Linked DNA regions of Cricetulus griseus: region 1 is linked to region 2. A link is a contact called in public Hi-C data. All regions are on one chromosome and are shown on one strand. Each heading gives the region's core, a stretch centred on a gene start, on an enhancer-like site or on the middle of the called end of the contact. The rest is flanking DNA. Distances are from core to core; before and after follow the strand shown. Region 1 has its middle 48 kb from the start of Mboat1. Region 2 holds the start of E2f3 (transcription factor E2F3).

The links. Hi-C and Micro-C count contacts between places; a contact is called where the count stands out from the background.
Region 1: a contact with region 2 is called in a Hi-C map of liver, with 2.2 times the contacts expected there. The contact joins the enhancer-like site here to the promoter of E2f3 in region 2. A contact is called at or near these places in 2 of 8 Hi-C or Micro-C datasets (the CHO-K1 cell line and liver).

The regions. Positions count from the first base shown.
Region 1 is chr3:250,811,007-250,814,238 of CriGri-PICRH-1.0, forward strand. No RefSeq gene overlaps it. Among named protein-coding and RNA genes, the nearest start is that of Mboat1, 48 kb to the right of the region's middle. Within about 2 kb of position 1,750, at least 2 of the 6 cell types and tissues checked have open chromatin away from gene starts, as enhancers often do.
Region 2 is chr3:250,702,258-250,705,750 of CriGri-PICRH-1.0, forward strand. It overlaps E2f3 (transcription factor E2F3), which reads right to left and starts at 1,416. Exons shown (of 7, transcript XM_027409312.2): 1 at 1,010-1,416. The coding sequence starts at 1,381.

The DNA of each region.
Region 1 (3,232 bases), core at 500-2,999, 110 kb after region 2:
AGATTTCAAACACAACAGCACAAGCTATACTTCTATTTTTTATGCTGCTGTATCTTCTAAGAAAGATGAGAAATGCCAGGCATGGAGGCACATGTCTTTAATCCCAGCATTTGGGAGATACAGACAAGCATCTCTCCGATTTTGAGGCCAGCCTGGCCTACACAGCAAGGTTCCAGGACAGTCAAGGCTACATAGAGAAACCCTGTCTCAAAAAACCCACCAACCAATAACAACCACCGAAAAAAGAAAGAAGGAAAGGAAGGAAAGGAAAGAAGGAAAGGAAGGAAGGAAGGAAGGAGAGAGAAAATCACTTCTTTAGTTCTTCAAATGTTTTAGAGCTACATTGAAGACTTGCCTAAATTTTAGATCTGTTGGCATCTCAGGCAGTTTCTGCTTTCTTCTCCACTCTACCCTCCTCCTCAGTGTGAGTCATTTATTTATTTACCTATCTACTTATTTGTTGTAAGAACTAAGCTTTTTAGATAACATGTTATAGGAATATTACTAGAATTGCCAGTGTCTGAACCTGCGTCCTCAGCAAGCCAGGGAAAGCAATCTATCCCCACTAGGCCAATTAACCAGATGAGCAATACTGAAAAGCAAAGAGGTTTATTCTGTGTGGCCACATTTCAAAGAAGGACAAATAAAAGGTCCAGTGACCTTCCACTCACCATCCACTCAAGTCCATCTTCTGGACCTTGGCAAGCAGTTTAAGGAGGGGTATGCATAACAAAGTGGTCCAGATCAAGTGTAGTCAAGGAGTAGTCCTTCCCACCACTGACTAACCTGTCATCCTCCTGTTAGCTCTGGTTATTCCCAGCACTGACCCATCATCCTCATCTAGACTCTGGTCCTTCCCACCACTGACCAGTCATCCTTGTCTTGGCTCTGGTGTCTACTGTGAGAGATGGTCTGATAAGTTATCAGAACAGGCTGGGTGTTGGTGGCGCACACCTTTAATCCCAGCACTTGGGAGGCAGAGGCAGGCAGATCTCTGTGAGTTCGAGGCCAGCCTGGTCTACAGAGTGAGAGCCTTCCAAAGCTACACAGAGAAACCCAATCTCAAAAAACCAAAAAAAAAAAAAAAAAAAAAGTTATCAGAACTATGTGAAAGCTCTTCCCTCTACTGGGCACCAGACTTCAGCAAGTACCTTTCCCACTGTGAAACTACTCCACAAGCCAATCCCATTGGCTCTATTTTCAAAATACAATTCCAATCTAGCTACTTCTCAAGATCTTTGAAACTACCCTACCCCTGGTGGCAGTGGTAGATCACTTGCTAGGAATGCTTAGGGCCCTTGGGTTCAATGTGGAACACATTAAAAATAAAGCAAAATAAATAAGTACCCAAACCCTCCTTTCTGTGCTTAAGTTCCGCAAGAAAGATAATTTTATTTTGGATGTGGAAAGGAGTGTCAGAATCATTGATAAATTTACACCACGGACCATTTGTCCCCTGGAAGGTTCCTTTCTTTTTACCCTTTAAGTCTCAGCTCAAAATCTATCTTCTATGAAACCTTTACCAACTTCCCCAACTGAATTAATTTAACATACAGTTATTAAACATTTTTGATTTTTGGTTTATCTGAATACATTTTGTTGAAAGATCAAAATGACCAAGACCAGATACTTGAAGAGAATGTCACCTGAACTGTGGTTTTGGAGGAAGGAAGTTTGGGTCACGGACCTACATTTTTTGGTTTCTGGTGATGGCCTCATGCTGTTACACAACACGCAGAGAAACAAGAGGAAGGAAGTGTATGCAAAGAGGAAACAGCCACAAGGAGTTGGGTTGGGAGGCACTGAGCTCGCTCTATGACTATCCACTCTCAGCACCTGTGGGGATCAATGGTGACACTTCTGTTGCCCAAATCCCCCTCAAAGGTCCCCAAACATGAGTTTGGGCAGGGACAAATTGCATCCAAGTCATGGCGGAGCTTGTATTTCAAAGAAGAACTTTGATTTATCCTGAACTGAGCATGTGTTGTCTGTGGTTTGCAATTACCACAGTCTCTCATAGCTTTTTAATTATGTGTGTGCATGGGCATGGGTATGGGCATGGGTATGGGCAGATGACCATGGAGGTCAGAGGCATCAGGTCCCCTAGGGCTGAACCTGAGTGAGCTGCCAGACTTGAGTGTTAGGCTTCGAACTTGGTTCCTCTGCAACAGTAGTAAATACTTTCCATCTCTTCCACCCAACACATTCATTGTCTGTCCCACACACTGCTTTTTCCACACTCATTATCTTAATAGAATCATTCGTGCATTTTTTCCTTTTCTAGTCAGTCCCATTGGATCTATTTTTGAAACATAATATATAACCCAGATTCATCTCTCAAGATCTCTGAAAATACCTCTACCTTCTTCCCACATATACTATGGTATCTACTAACTCCTTGCTCCTTGGCCTGTGTACAACAGCCAATGGGCTTCTCCTAAAATATGAGTCAGCTCACATTACTCTTCTGCCCAAAACTGTGCAGGGCAGGCTGGGGATCAAGCTCAGTAGCAGGGGTCCTGCCTAGAGTAACCCAAGCCTTGGGTTCAATCTCCAGCATGGTAATAAAGCAAAAGCAGCTGCCCATCCTCCAGGGATCATCTATACACAGAGAAATTGAGCTACTGGCCTTAGAACCTGGCTGGTCCTTCACACACCCACCCTACTTGGAATTACTAGTTTCTACACATCCCACACATTCTCCACCTTGCGATCTTAACATTTTGATATCTCTGGTGGAAACCACTCCCACAATGAACCCATATTTACATGCCTCCTTAACCTCCTGTGGTGGTTTGAAAGAAGATGGCCCTCAGAGGGAGTGGCACTATTAGGAGGTGTGGCCTTGTTGGAGGAAGTGTGTCACTGTAGGGTTGTGCTTTGAAGTCTCCTATGCTTAAGCTATGCCCAGTGCCACAGAGTCCTTATGCTGCCTGTGGATTAAGTTGTAGACCTCTCAGCTCCTTCTCTAGCACCACATCTGCCTGCACACTGAGCCATGATGATAATGGACTAAACCTCTGAAACCATAAGCTAGCCCAAGTCAAATGTTTTCCTTTATAAGAGTTGTGGTGGTCATGGTGTCTCTTCACAGCAATAGAAATCCTAACACATCCCTTCCTTTAAGTCCTTGGCCCCAATCCCACTTCTAGTAAGGTCTTTGTTGTAATGTGGATCTGTTGAAATGTCCCACAAAGGTCATGTGTTTAAGGCTTTTCCTCACCCCATGGAT
Region 2 (3,493 bases), core at 166-2,665:
TGCGAGGGCGCCGGGACGGTCCCAGGCCTGGGAGCCGGCGAGCAGGAGGAAGTGGGTGCCCCCTCTCCCCCTCCAGCGCCCCCTCCCGCCGCCACCTCCTCCCCAGTCACAGGCGCGTCCTCCGCGCACGTGTGCGAAACGTCACCGGCGGGTCCCGGAGAGAAGGGACAGATCCTGGCGGCGGGACGGGAACCCGGCTGCCCCCGCCCTCCGTCGCCGGGGGGCGGGGAGGGGGACAGGGCGGGGAAGGAAGGGGCAAGGGGAGAGGCGGGTCAAGGGCAGGCCCGGGGCCCGGTGAGCAAGGCCCCGGCGCTCCGGCCACGCGGGCGCCGCCGCTGCCACCGCGGAGATGCGCCCAGGCCGGAGCACCCGCCTGCCTGTCCCTTGTCGCAGACAGCGCGAGCCCTGGCCCACCCGGGGCTCTCAGCTCCACCTCCCCCACCGAGATACCCCTCCACCTCCCAGATCCCCTTTGTTGCCGGGAGCTAAGTCCCCAAAGGTGCTAGGCACTGGAGCCCCTACGCTCGGAGCACGCCTGCAGGACCCCCGGCCGCCCAGGGGCAGCAGAGGCCGAAGGGGAGGCAGGCACGCCTGGGGTCCCCGGTTTACATCCCCTGGGGTCCCCCACTCTCCAGTGCACTACACCCTCCCCCACCCCCTTCTCCATCCGGGGCGTGACCCCTTCCTACGCCCGAGAAAGAGGAAGCTTCGAGTTGCAGGGGAGGGGAGAGTGGGGGTAGGGAAAAGTGCAGGAAAAGAAGGGGGGGCGCGAAAAGTTTTGGAGTGTTAGATGTGGTTCGCAAAGAGGGACTCCCCACTGTCCCGCGCGCCTGCCCAGACCCCCAGGTCCTCCCAACGTCCGCAGGGAAGCACCCCAAGTCTAACAATAAGCACACGCTGGAGGGACAGCTACGAGGCCCACGATGCTCAGCCTCGCGCTCTCGCAGCCACCGCTCCCGGGAGCCCGCCTCCCACCTGGGCTAGGGACGTTGCGGAGGGAGGGTATTACCGGAGGGCCGCCGCCGCCGCCGCGTCCTGGTGCTGGTGGCTGCTGCAGCAGCCCGGCTCTGCTGGAGGGTCCTTGTGGCGTGCTGTAGAGGAGGCTGCCGGCGGTCGGCTCCGCGCCGGGGACACTGGGGAGAAGGGGGCCGGCGGCCAGGGTGCTGCTTTGGAGGGAGGTGGCACAGGACGTGGTGGAAGGGTTCGTAGTGAGGATCTGGATGTACGTGCCCGGGGCGGCGGCGGCGGCGAAGCCGGGGCTGGCTAGCAGTGCCCTTTTGTCCATGGAGGCTGCAGCGGCGGCGGCGACGACAGCAGCCCCCTCCCCACCCCCGGCGGTCACCAGGTACTGCTCCAGGGCGGGCTGGATCCCCTTTCTCATCTCTCGCTCCTGCTCTTTTTTAGTGTTACGATATATTAACGTATTGCTTTCAATTTCTTTATTATTTGCAGTCGGAGTTTCCAAGTCTCTCCTTCTCGCCTCCCCTCCCGGCGCTTCCGAACCCTCTCTCTCTCTTTTCTTTTTATTTTTCCGCACCGCACAGGCCCCAGGGCCAAAAATAATCGGGGGTCTGGAGAGAGGAGGGTCCCGGCCGCACGGATATCAGGCCCCGAGGGGAGATGGAGGCGTCGGGGGCGGCCGATGCAACGGATTGCGAGGCGGCGGCGGCAGCCCGGGTGCTGCGGCCGGCAGCTGAAAAATGGCTCCAGGAAGCTGCTGCTGACAATGAATGAAGGGATACGGTTTACGCGCCAAGGTCCTCCCGCGAAACTCAGATTTCCCGCCGGCTTTTCAAACCATATTTGCATATCTCCGCCCCTCAACCCGCCGAGGACTGTTCCCACAGTCCATTGGATCCCTGTCGCCTTACTTCAATACCAATCCTGGAGCGAGGTCGCCACTGGCTGGTTTCCATTGGCTACCATACATCATGGTTACCGGGGTGACCCGGGCTCTATTTGCATAGCCCAGCCTGATTGGCTGGAGGCAGAGCAGGCTTCTTAGGAGGTGGGGCAAAATCCTACTCTCCCACGGAAAGCCACGCCTACCCCAGGCCCCTCCTTCGTTCCCTCCCGAGGGGTTGGCTCTGATGACCTGGGCAGGGACTCTGCTTCGCAGACGCAGTGTCGATCTAATCTTGAGCGCAAGTTTCGTTTTTGGAGATTGTCAAGGTGACACCCTCGGGGACTCCGTTTCCTTTTACAGTGAGTGTAATAAATGAAGAACTGCTAGAGGTTCTAACAAATACGTGTCAAAGGCAAGTTGGCCCCGGCCTGGCAGGTGGAAAACTGAGCCCTTTAAATCCTGGGTTTCTTCCTTCCTGAAATCCAACCAATGGCGCGAGAGCGGATCCGGAGGCCAAGGCTGATAGACAGAAGCATGTGGGCAGACAGAACAGTGGGGGTAGAAGGTTCAGCTGACGCGACTGCAGGCACACTTTAGTTCATATTCCAAACCATTCCTGGTAGCTTCATGATTAGCCCGAATTGGGTTTAAGTAAAAAATTAACTCTTTTTGTACAGTGAATGCATGCTAGAAGTATAGGTTTGAGTCTAACAGACACCCTATCTGGCCCAGAAACACCCAGGGGAGTTAATCAGGGCTAACCTAGAACTGATCCCTGGGTTTCTAATCCGCCATGCAGTAATCCGAAGAAGAACAGGCTTTTAAAGTGACGTGGGACTGACAGAGAAAGCTGCCTGCCAGCTCTTTATATCTTCAGACTCCAGGAAGTTCTCTAGCTAACAGCAAACACTACAACTCAAACCTAACCCAACATATTTTAAAAGAGAGGGAAAATGTATGTGTATATATGTATGTATGTATGTATGTATGTATATGTGTGTGTGTGTGTATCAGGAAATGTTATAAGGAAAAATGAAATGGCTGTCGAACTGGATTCTGTATTGAAGCAAATACTCATGGATCTTTAAAATGAAGATTGTGGGGCTGGAGAGGTGGTTCAGTTAGTAAAATGCTCACCTGCACATAAGCAAGAGGACCTAAGTTTGATCCCTAAGACTCACATTAAAAAGCTAAGTATGACAGCGTGTATCATTAGTCCCACAGCTGGGAGATAGAGACAGGAAGCTACTTTGGCCTTGCTGGTCAGCCTGTGAAGCCAATTGGTAAATCCAAGATTCAGTGTGCTTCCCTGTTCTGGAAAGTAAGGCAGAGAGCTATGGAGGAAGACATTTGAGGTTGACCTCTGGCCTTCAAAAGCACATGCATACACAGGTGTGTGCTCTCACATGTATCACACACAAACACACACACACACACACACACACACACACACACACTGAAGAGTGCTTAAGACTGAGGAGGAAGGTGAGGGAGGGTGTAGATAGAAAGACCAGGTCTTTATTTAACAGATGAAAATTGTGCAAAACAGCTGTTGAGATATACTGAGATACATTGTTCTACCTCAGCTACATTTTTTAAATATAGGGTATTTGGTAGGGTGTTCACTGAGTGATGACAATTGCATTA